Linked DNA regions of Mus musculus: region 2 is linked to region 1. The links are chromatin contacts, called in public HiChIP or PLAC-seq maps. All regions are on one chromosome and are shown on one strand. Each heading gives the region's core, a stretch centred on a gene start, on an enhancer-like site or on the middle of the called end of the contact. The rest is flanking DNA. Distances are from core to core; before and after follow the strand shown.

Evidence for each region. HiChIP or PLAC-seq counts read pairs in DNA pulled down with a chosen protein or histone mark.
Region 2: a FOXA1 HiChIP or PLAC-seq map of pancreatic cancer cells shows a contact between it and region 1. The contact joins two enhancer-like sites. A contact is called at or near these places in 1 of 115 datasets of contacts at active chromatin or transcription factors (pancreatic cancer cells) and 1 of 9 other capture datasets (adipose tissue).

What each region holds. Positions count from the first base shown.
Region 1 is chr3:121,466,698-121,472,646 of GRCm38.p6, reverse strand. The region is part of intron 12 of Slc44a3 (solute carrier family 44, member 3); the gene reads left to right. Among named protein-coding and RNA genes, the nearest start is that of Cnn3, 43 kb to the right of the region's middle. Within about 2 kb of position 2,881, at least 156 of the 459 cell types and tissues checked have an H3K27ac peak or open chromatin away from gene starts, as enhancers often do. A contact at or near this core is called in adipose tissue and pancreatic cancer cells, where this site is marked.
Region 2 is chr3:122,119,490-122,125,438 of GRCm38.p6, reverse strand. Abca4 (ATP-binding cassette, sub-family A (ABC1), member 4) reads right to left here. Exons shown (of 50, transcript NM_007378.1): 18 at 5,320-5,409; 19 at 3,634-3,808; 20 at 1,749-1,880. All of the region lies in intron 2 of Gm40138 (a long non-coding RNA gene), which reads left to right. Among named protein-coding and RNA genes, the nearest start is that of Gm40138, 4.0 kb to the left of the region's middle. Within about 2 kb of position 3,043, at least 175 of the 459 cell types and tissues checked have an H3K27ac peak or open chromatin away from gene starts, as enhancers often do. A contact at or near this core is called in adipose tissue and pancreatic cancer cells, where this site is marked.

The sequences.
Region 1 (5,949 bases), core at 1,632-4,131:
CAGGCCCAGGAACCCTAAAATCCACCTATATCTTCTATTGGCTGTGGGCATCTTTATTTACCAATCAGAAATAACTTGAAGGCAAGGTCACATAGTGTCGATTGGGGTCCACACTCAGACTCTCTGGGGCAACCTGGTCTTGGGGGGCCTGCACTTAGCATTACAATACACAGCATGAGACCAAACCTCACCAGTGTTAAGTAAAGGACCAACCATCTAACGTCTGTGAATACCATGGTGTCTGTGGAAGTGGCATAGTAAAACAAGCCCCAGGGTAAACATCTTTTGTGTGTGTGTGTGTGTGTGTGTGTGTGTGTGTGTGTGTGCGCGCGCGCACGTGTGTGTGTAAAGTTTCATACACGAGTACTATATTTACATCAGGGCTAAACATTTTGCACACACCGTCTAAATGTACCATCTTGGGGACTCTGAGTATTAGGCAGCTGCCAGTCACTATACCAGTGAGGAAACTGAGGCCTGGAGGCTGAGGGGCATCACCAGGATGAGAGCGACAGCAGGACTGTGTGGCCATCTGTATGATATCCCAAGCCTGAGTTCCTTGTCAGTGATGAGGAGTGGGGGGAGCCAGGGGCCAGCCCATCCCGTCAGCGTCAGCGCTTCTAATAAACCGGAGACCTGCAGCCATGCCGGCCTTCCCGCCCCCCTGCACTTCCCATTTCATATTCCCACAGTTTCCTTACAAAAGACCAGGCCTCCTCTCTGACCCGCTCATTTCCTGCACTGACTAGGCACAGGTCAAATGAGATGGATGGCTGCCATCATTCCGGACCCAGGGAGGACATCGGGTGACAGTAACAGCCTCCGCAGTCCTGATTCCTGGACCTGCCCAGTCACTCAGAGTCACATAGCTGCATCTCGGGGTACAAAGCTTTCCTGGATCAGCCAAGGGTCAGGTACAGCAAGATGAGCTTGTCTGGTTTTGGCTTGTCCTGGATCTGAGGGAAGTGGAATACTCTCTCACAGTATGCACTGTGTGCTCCATGATTACGCTCCGCATTGGCCACAACCTACTGACAGTGGGGTTTTTTTTTCCTCAGTAGAATTTGACACACACACACCTCGGGAGGGGGACATCAGAAGATGTCTTTAAATTGATTATCTATTATTTAGAGAGGCACACAGATGCCACAGCACAAGTCTAGCGGCCAAGGTGGGAGTTGGTTCTCCCCTTTCATGTGTGTGCCCCAGGAATGAAGCGCAGGTTGTCAAGCCTGATGGGAAGTGCTTTACCTACTGAACCATCCTGCCAGCCCTTGGCTTTTTAAGCCTAATGTCTACCAAAGAAAAACATATCAGACAGTCAATTTCAAGTTTAGCATGAAGGAATATTATTTGGAAGGTAATCTTTGCCTAAGCCATCTCTAGTTCTCTATTCAACGAATATCCCCGCAGACGGAATAGGGCTCAGGAAGGGCATCTTGACAGAGGGACTGCAGGGTTTCTCAGAGCAGTGCAACAGGCAGGGGAGAGAGCCGCAGCACCGGGATTGGAGATGGCAGACCTGGGGCCATGCTGGTTGAGGTTAGAAGTGGCTTGGAGGCTCTCATCTAAGAAGTCCTAGGTGTTTGTGACCCTGGCAGAGATAGGACAAGAGTGGAAACCATGAAGTCAAGAAGCCAGAGAGAAAGAGAACTATCACAATCAACACTCCCTAAAGCTAAAACACAATGCTAAGGAAAAGAAGTCTTTTAGCCCTCATAACAGTTTGTATGGGACTGGACGGATGGCTCAGTGGTTAGGAACACTGGCTGCTCTTCCAGAGGACCCAGGTTGGGGCACCAGCACACACACAGTGGTTCACAATGGTCTGTAGCTCCAGTTCCAGAAAAACTGATGCCTCTCCCAAACTCCTAAAATTAATAAACCTAAAAGAAATATTATTTAAACGCAGCAATAGTTTTCATGTTGGTTTAAGTCATGTGTGTTGAAGGTGTGAGTGCACATGTGTGCATAGCATGAGAGGCCAGAGGACAACCTTCTGTGTTCAGGCACTGCCCACCTTTGTTTGAGACAGGGTCTCGAAGTGGCGTGGGACCCACCAGGTAGGCTAGGCTGGCTGGACAGTGAGCCACCAGGACCAACCTGGCTCCGCCTTCCAAAGGCTGTGACTACAAAACTCATGTGCCACCACAAGGTTAGTCTGTGTGTTTGTTTGTTTGTTTTGAGACAAGGTCTCACTATGTAGCCCTGGCTGGCCCTGAACTCACTCTGTAGACCAAGCAGCCTTGAACTCACAGAGATCTGCCCACCTCTGCCTCTAGATGCTGGGGTTAAAGGCAAGAGTTGGCTTGTTTTGTTTAGATTTTTAACTTGAGTTCTATGGATCTGACTTAGTTCTTCAGGCCTCTAGGACAAGTACTTGATCCACTGAGCATAGAAACTTTCTAGTCCCAGTTTTCCATGATTCATTTTAAAAAGGGGTTTAGGACCAGGGAGATAGCTTACTGGGTAACACTGCTTGCTACACACAAGCTTGGTCCTGAGTTCCATTCCTGGACCCCACAGTGGGAAGAGAGGACTGACAACCAAGTGATGCTGTCCTTGGACCTCACACATGTGCCATAAGATTTGTGTATTCACATGCACATGCGCACACACAACCTAGTAATAAGTAAAACAAAATTAAAGTAAGTTAAAAATGAATAGAAAAGGGGTTTTAGAAAGCTAATCCTCACATGTGAAAGTATTTGTGAGAAATTCAAATATTCCTTCAGTGGGAGTTGAACATCACTTTCTTTACTTGACAACGTTTGTACTTTCACTGAAAAACCCTGTAGAAATCAGTTCTATTGGCTTTGGGCTCCTCTGTGTGCCTGCCTGTCCTTTCAACCGTGCATATTTGCCAAGGAATGTGGGGAGGCAAAGGAGGCAGTGGCCTTCACCGGGGCTACTTGAGACTGATCAGTTGTTTCCTTTCTTCTCTGTCTCTCTGATGCTTAATTCGCCCCCACCCCACCCCCCCACCCCCACCCCCGGCCACAGTGATGAGCTTGGAAAGAATGAGGCCATTCTAAAAATTAAGCCTAAAAGCAAATAAAATTTCAGAAAAGCAAACAAGACTGCATTGCCCTGCTTCTACTTTCTTGGCAGGAGTAACTCTCGGCCTCCCCTCCCCTCTCCTCTCCTCCATGTCTCATCCCTCCCTCCTGGCAGGACCCCTGAAGAGGACAGAGGCGGCCGCTGGCAGGCTTCCCCTCTCACAGTCTCTCTGGTGGTGGTTTGCAGCCTGGTAAACAGTGAATTCTTGAAGGGACTGGTGAATGCCAGACCCTGGAAGGCTCGGGCGTGTCTGCCGGGTGCCTTGACTTCCTCTCCATGTGTTTGTGATAAAATCAGAGATGAAACTGGCTTGGACTAGTTCCTGCAAGTTTTTCTAGGGGCCTCGGAAGGGGTCTGGATGTGCGTGGACTCAGCTACCCCTGTGTGTCTCTGAGGTCTGAGGGTGTATTAGTTACTCAAGTTTGTTTCAGGAGTTCTTTATTTTGAGTGAATAAAATCAGAACTCAGAGAAGCCATTCCAGAAATAAAGCCGGCTATTCATGGCAGGGCTTTGGGGTGAATCCCTTCCCTTCTCTCTGGAGGAAAACTCTATTTACTTTTTTGACGAGTCAACAGCAGCTCCAGTTCACAGCTCTGCCATCAAAAGATGCTGCCTGCCGGTTCAGTTTTCGGGGAGGACAGATGGGTGCTCTCAGGGGATAGAGGATAAGGGTCAGGCTGGGCAAGATTAAGTTTTAATTTAAAGATGGGGGGTGGAGGGAGGACTTTCTAAGTGTTAATATTTTTGGAGAACTCTCTCAAAATAAAGAGTTAATCTAGCTTTTTTTGGTTACCTAATAACACAATGATTAAAATTCTATTAAATGGGAATCATAGTGCCTACAGTGATTATTTTACTGAGCTAAGGCCAAGTTATGTGATCAGAAGAGGGTGCCTGGTCCACTGTGAATCATTTTGTAAACACATGTGTGCATGCATGCATGCAGGTGTGTGTGTGTGTGTATGAGTACACACGCACACGAACACACACACTCATAGAGGCCTGAGAAGGACACCAGGTTTCCTGATGTATCGCTCTCTACCACCACCGCCACCCCACTCCCCACCCCAACCCCCCCCCCCCCCCCCCCCGCAGGACAATGCCACTTACTGAATCTGGACCTGTCTGGTAGCCAGCAAGATCCAGTGAGCCTCCTGTTCTCTGCCACTTTCTGCCACCCTGGGATGGCAAAACTGTGTAACCACCCTCAGCTATTCTTATTTAAATGTTTGCCTGCATATATGTATATGTACCACGTGAATGTCTGGGGCCTGCAGAGGCCAGAAGAGAGCATCAGATTCCCTGCTACTGGAGTTACAGAGGGTTGTGGGATGGCATGTCCATGCCAGGAACCAAACTCAGGTCCTCTGTAAGGACAGTAAATGCTCTTTATTATTGTTGTTGTTGTTGTTTAAACTTTTCTTACAGTCCAGTTGTTATCCCCCTCCTGGTCTGCCCATTCACACACCCCCCCCCCACATCTCCAAGAGGATGTCCCCACCTCACCCCCACCCCACCAGACCTCCTAGGGTTAGGTGTGTCTTCTCTCAATGAGGCCAGTAAATGCTCTTAAACACTGAGCCCTCTCTCCAGCCCCTTCACTCCGCTGGTTTTGTGAGTTTGGAGAATTTGAACCCAGGTCCTCACACTGCCGTAGCAAGCACTCTTAGCTGCTGAGCCATATCTCCAAACAAATGTGATAGACTTTAATTTGAAACTTTAAAGCCATCAGATGTCCTTTTACAAAGCCCAAAGCAGGGTGCATGAGAAGAGCAAGACCTGGCAGGGGTTACTCTGAAGGCTTTAGGAGGTAAGCAGAAAACCCAGGCTTCTTCTACAAAACTGTCCTGCCAGGTCACAAAGAAAGATCGCATGAAATACCACACTGCTGTTTGAAGGAAATGCCCAAAACATACATAAATGTAAATATTTTCCTGCAGCTGGACCTGGGTGAGTTAGAGGCCCAGGAGTAATGTAACCTCAGTTTCATGTGAGTGACTCGGCATGGCCTCTAGTGCTTTTGTGCTTGGGTGCTCTGAGCTACCCTACAGGTTGGGGGCTAAGAGGGGCCAATGAATCCGCACGTTCAGGAAGTGTCTAGAATGTGGAACGCAGTGTGTACTGAGTGAATGTTTGTGTCACTATTTACTTCCTCATAGAAGGTGCACACCTGCCTACGGAAGAAAACATTAAAGGCCACAGATAGGAAATAGGAAGCGCCCTTCCGGTTTGTGTCAAGCTGTTTTGGGACATACCATAGGACATCTGCTGGGGGGTGGCGTGGGGTTCAGGAGACAGAGCATCTGGGAAGAATTTCAGTTCCTGACCCTGGCAGTTGTGTTCAGAGGAAAGTTTTCTTGACTTTGGGCCAGACTCTGGTTTGCCACTGCCATTCGCCAGTGCACTCGGTGGCTGTGTGGTCACACCACATTGACCCTAAGTGCAGCAGGGCCCTGTGGGCATTATCGCTTGTGTGGGAATGTCTTGCAGAGTTCTGATATGATGTTTTTTCAGCCATAATTCTTGGCTTATTCCTCCTAGTTCTCAACCTTTCTAAGACTGCAATCTTTTAATACAGTTCCTTCTAACGTGGTACCGACCCCCAACCATAAAATTATCTTTGTTGCTACTTCATAAGTGTCATTTTGCTACTGTTATGAATTCTAATGTAAATCTCTGATATGCAGCCCCTGTGAAAGGGTCATCTGACAGGTCCTCACTGCAATGGGTTGAGAACAGATTGAGAACCACTGCCTTTGAGATATATATTATATACATATAATATGTTATACATATAACATATTATATGTATATTATATATATATATATATGTTTTTCTGTGTAGCCCTGGCTGTCCTGGAACTCACTCTGTAGACCAGGCTGGCCTC
Region 2 (5,949 bases), core at 1,794-4,293, 650 kb before region 1:
CTCCCTCTGCCAGGACTAGAGTCAGAATGTAAAATATGTTTTAATTAGAAGGAAAGAGTAGGGGAAGAGAGAAAAGAGGGAGGGAAAAGGGAGGGAAAAGAAAGAAAGTGATAGAAGAAGAATGGGAGAAAAGATAGAAAACCCAAGCAAGCCGGCATGAAAGCCCCCCTCCCCTCCCAGGACAGTCTATAGCACCGGTGGTCCACATGTAAAGGGGATAACATATCTCCTCTTTCTGTCAGCAAGTATTTGGGGGCAAGTAAGGGAAAGTGTCATAAAGAAGTTACCGTCCCTCCTCTGGCTGGGGACATCTCAACTCTGATCACCAGGAGCACAGCCTCACATTTGGAAGGACAAGGGCTTTTGACTGAGAAGACCAGACAAACGCATTGCTAAGTTGGGCAGGAAAGAAGTGTGTGTGTGTGTGTGTGTGTGTGTGTTGGGGGGGGGGCATTGGAGAACAGGATACAGGTGTCTTAGTGCTACTATTGCTCGGATGAAACACCATGACCAAAGCTATTTGGGGAGGAAAGGGTTTATTTGGCTTACACTTCATCATCAAAGAAAATCAGGACAGGAACTCAAGCAGGGCAGGAACCTGGAGGCAGGAGCTGATGCAGAGGCCATGAGGCCATGGAGGGAGCTGCTTACTGGCTTGCTCAGCTTGCTTTTTTTTTTTCTCCTCTTATTTTTTTTTAATTACGTATTTTCCTCAATTACATTTCCAATGCTATCCCAAAAGCCTCCCACACCCTCCCCACCACTCCCTTACCCACCCATTCCCATTTTTTGGCCCTGGCGTTCCCCTGTACTGGGGCATATAAAGTTTGCCTGTCCAGTGTGCCTCTCTTTCCAGTGATGGCCGACTAGGCCATATTTTGATACATATGCAGCTAGAGTCAAGAGCTCCGGGGTACTGGTTAGTTCATAATGTTGTTACACCTACAGGGTTGCAGATCTCTTTAGCTCCTTGGATACTTTCTCTAGCTCCTCCATTGGGGGCCCTGTGATCCATCCAATAGTTGACTGTGAGCATCCACTTCTGTGTTTGTTAGGCCCCGGCCTAGTCTCACAAGAGACGGCTATATCACGGTCCTTGCACCAAATGCTTGCTAGTGTATGCAATGATGTCATCGTTTGGAGGCTAATTATGGGATGGATCCCTGGATATGGCAGTCTCTTGATGGTCCATCCTTTTGTCTCAGCTCCAAACTTTGTCTCTGTAACTCCTTCCATGGGTGATTGTTTCCATTGTTGGTGGGATTGCAAGCTTGTACAACCACTCTGGAAATCAGTCTGGGGGTTCCTCAGAAAATTGGACATAGTACTACCGGAAGATCCCGAAATACCTCTCCTGGGCATATATCCAGAAGATGTCCCAACCGGTAAGAAGGACACATGCTCAGCTTGCTTTCTTATAGAACTCAGGACCACCAGCCCAGGGATGGCACCACCCACAATGGGCTGTTCCCTCTCCCATCGATCACTAATGAATAAAATGCCCCACAGGCTTGCCTGTAGCCTGATCTTACGGAGGCATTTTCTCAGGTGAGGCTCCCTCTTCTCCAGTGGCTCTAGCTTGTGTCAAGTTGACATGAAACCAGCCAGTATACAACAGGGGTTTCTGACAGATATTTTGTTTTCCTGTGGTGCTGGGGGCAGAACCCAGGGTGATGGATGGGCCAGGCAAGTGCTCTTCCAATGAGCCCCACCCCTGCCCAGGAGTATCTCAACTCCAGCTCACTTACTGATGAAACAGGATGTTGTGTTGTGGACACATGCCCAGGCTCTGCCGTACTACATCCAGGTTGGTTTCAATGTCTTTTCCCCCAATGAGCACAGTTCCTGACGTCGGTGGCAACAGTCCTGTCAGGATGGACCTGCCGAACACAGGGTTAAGTGGCAGAAGAGATGGTTGTTAGAACTCACCAGGGGATGAGGGTAACCCCATACAGGGTCAGAAGGATGCTTGTAGTGACACCTGCCCTATCTCTCTATCAAACTCAAACCTGATGTAGCTGAGGGGCCCAGAACATTTCCACACAGGGTTTACTTAGCACCAGTGCCTTGCTTCAAGTCCTAGTGCCTAGACCACAAGGGCCTTCTTTCTCTACTTTTTATTTCCAAGTGTTCCTGGGCCAGTATCAAGAGCCTCGGGGATTCCCAGACTCAGACACCCCACCCCATCATCACCCAGCCATCATTGCAGCGGTCAGTTGTAGTGCCCACTGGATGGCCACTGTGGTGGTCAGTTGTGGTGCCCATTATGACTGTCTGTCAGAGTGATATTCACGGATGTGGTCAGCTACAGTGTTCACTGTTGTTTTACTCTGTGGTCAGCGGTAGTGTCCACCGTGAAGGTCTGTCATAGTGGTTGCTCCGTGGCTATTGATGTGGCCAGCCATTGTGGCCACTGTCGTAGTCACAGTTGTGGTCAGTTAAAGGGATTTAGGACCCAGCCCCACTGCTTTGCCTGGGCGTGCAGCCCTTGACAGTGGAGAAGCAGGGTTGGTGACTCTCCAAAGCTCAGTTGATGCCAGTGAGAAGCTGGGCAGCCTGTCTGCTGACTGGCTAACACAAACAAATTCGTTTGGGAATTCCAAATGTAAAAATGTGAACAATGTTGTGATTTCTCTTTTCTTTCTTCAATTATACAAAACATGTCTCCCACCTGCTTGGGTAGTTGTCTAAGTTAAGTGAATCGAACATGCTTGAAAAACAAAACAAAACAAAAACAGGCCCCAGCACAAAGTGAAACTTAAAATGTTATGCTATTCCCAGCATTAGGACAGCGCTTGTGTTCCGACCCCAGTGGAAGTTTAGTTTCTGCACTGAGTGAAGTAATGTGTTTGTCTTCTAGAGGTCCTGGGGTCTCGAATGGAGTTTCCTGTCCTCCCACCACGTGAGTTAGCAAGGAGATAGCCTTAGGATGCCACGCCCAGTTCTGTCCCAAGTTCTGATAAAATCGCATGCTATCTGAACCTGTACTTCGAAGCTGAAATGTTGATCAACCACTAGAGGGAAACAGTACCAAGCCCAATGGCACCAGCCCCGCATTCCATTCCCATTGAAAGGCCCGGGAGCACATTCCGGAGCAGGGTGTACACTGCTGTTCCTTCCCGGGGCTCTGCAAGCCAAGGATTTGATGGCTGCTGTCACATGGCTTGTTGACCCCTACCCCTCCTCCACCGGCCCATCGGCCCATCGGAGGTCTGCACCGGAGCCCTGACTGCCTGTTCTCAGCAGGTGGCGCTCGCACCCCTTCCAGAACTAAAGGATGGATGGAGGAGTCCACCCAGAGCCTCAAAGCTTCCTGCCCTTGGCCTTCTGCCAGGCAGCGAGTCTACTTCACTGTTCTCCCTACACTTTCTCAGAAAGGTAGCCATCCCATCAGAGGTCCCACACCAGCACTAAAGCATCCTAATTATTAATTGGTAGGAAACGGAGTGCTACATAAAAATAGCCCGGGGACATGGGCAGCCACGGCTTTTTATCCTCACCGTGGGAGGTGTGTGTGAGTGTATATGTTTCCACCGAAATTCAGTAAGGAAGAACAGAGTGGAGTTATTGGGGAGAGAGAATGAAGCCGGGGAATGATAGGATGGGAGACAGCCTCTCTGGCAGAGAACTCACAAGGTGGTGGTCTTTCCCGCTCCGTTGTGACCCAGGAACGCCGTGATTTGGTTCTCATAGAAAGTGATGTTCAGACGGTCCACAGCTGGCCGGCCACTGGGCTCAAAAACCTTCACCAGGTTCTTCACACACACACCAGGCACCAGCCCTGGAAGCTCGCGTTCAAAAAAGGAGTCTTGGAGGGAAAAACACATTGTAGAAACACCACATGTTAATGACGCCGTGCTTCATGAACACACTGCTTCCTTCAGACCTGTGCTCTGGCTGTAACTTCACCTGCCCATGTGGCTGCAGCTTTGTGAAGAAGATCAAAACAGGAGTAGTCATAGTTGCACTGGCCATAGATTTCACACTTACTGTGAGTTAGGCACTGTTTCCAATGTTTCCCAACAAATCCCTCACTTCACACATATAGTCCTATAGGTAGATATAACTAGGCTCTTTTCAATAGGTTAGAAAGCCCAAGACTGAGAGACATCAAGTGTTCTATCAAGGCTACATGGTGTACAAGTGGCAAGTATGGGCCCAGGGTCCATACCCATCTGAAATAGCTCCTGTCTATTATTGAGTTAACCCCGAGTTCCGTCTTTGCTTCAAGGCTCAGTCTATCGGATCTTCATAGGTTTCTGGCACCAGCCCTGACTCCTCAAGCCAGGACAACCTACTCTTCCTCATCGTAACTCCTTCCTCCCCATGCTCCGTGCCCTTTCCAGTATCAACCAACCTACTCTCCCCCTCCCCGTGACCCCCCACCCCCCACCACAGCATCTTTTCCGAAGTTCACTTATAGAGTCAAGATTACTGTCAGAGTATTAAGTCTAATTAACTAATGGTCCCTTGCTCTGTCCCCAACTCCCGTTGCATTGTCTGCCTGTGTCTCCTGGCCACAACTAAAGCTGAAATGGAACCTTATCATACCACTCTGGGAGGAGGATCTTCTAGAGTTACTTTAGCCTGCAAACCAGCTCTGTGAGGATTCAGGTCTCCAACATCAGCTTTGCAAAGTGGTACCTGAGGGGCGCCTAGAAGCTGGACCCTCTCGTGCCAACATCAGGCTAAATCGGAGTCTGTGTGCCTCTCTAAACCCAAGCCATGCATACAGTCAGGGATGAGAAACATTAGGAGAATTAGTTCAAGAGTGAGGACAAAGCAGCAAAGGCCAGGGAAAGGAGTCTTATGTACCCTGCCCATCAGCCCGGGCGTGATTAGGTAACTTCCACCACCAGGAAAGGCTTTTGATGCTTGCAGTGAATGGGCTCTGGGTTTGTAAACCTTGAGTGAAGTGCAGTCAGCTCTGCTAGGCTCTTTCCCCTTACGGAACTTATTTTTGTCTTTCCTTGTAGCTCATATCCGCTTCAAGTCCCAGTGACCCAAGTCATTGTTCTGACTAAATCCTCGGAAGTCAGCACATTTGTGCGATTCCCTTGGGATTTGCCTAACAAGGGCACAAACACACTACAGACCTGGGATCTGCTTTCTCCAGGAAATATGCACTAATGTCTGGGTTGGACCATTCATTCCCCTCGTGTGCAGCTGGACATGAGATTTAACACCAGTCAAGAAAGGGAGTCAGCTTCCTGGCCTCCTTCATGTTGCTCGTCTTGTGGTTTGGCTCTGGCACTACTGAAGCTTTCCGTTCCGTTCTGCTGTCTTTTGGGATGGGGGTGGGGGGTCTTGGGGGGTTACCATTCATTCCTTCTGGGTGCTCTGGATCCTCCATCTCCTCTGTTAAGGGTTCAGTCTTTTCCAGAGCCCTTTCTTCTCTGGTCGAACAACCTGAACCAACCAGACGCCAACGTTACTCTTCAGGAGAGACAGGAGAGAAGAGGAGGGGCAGTGGGGACAGATGCATTTCCCATCACAAGGGTGGGACAGCTCCCTCCAGAGGTTGGAGCCATCATAGCTCTGAGACCCGTCTCCTGCATGGCCTCCAGCTCTGACCTGCTGCCCAGCCGTGAGGGACTCAAATCTGATTGTGCCGATTTCGCAGGGCCCACAGGGACTTTTTAAATCAGAACCTTGAAGCTGGAGAGTTTTGATTTACATTGTTGTTAGGGGGAACTGGGAATCAAACTAGGAACTCCCTGCTTGGTAGCACTAAGCCACATTCGCAGTCCTCGGCAATTCCTTTTAATGTGGCAGACTGCTCATGTCAGAAATTGTAATAAAAACAAAAACAAGCTGAGCAGTGCTCACCTTTAATCCCAGCACTTGGGAGGCAGAGACAGGTGGATCTCTGAGTTCGAGGCCAGCCTGGTCAACAAAGCAAGTTCCAGAACAGCAAGGGCTAAACAGAGAAACCCTGTCTTGAATGTT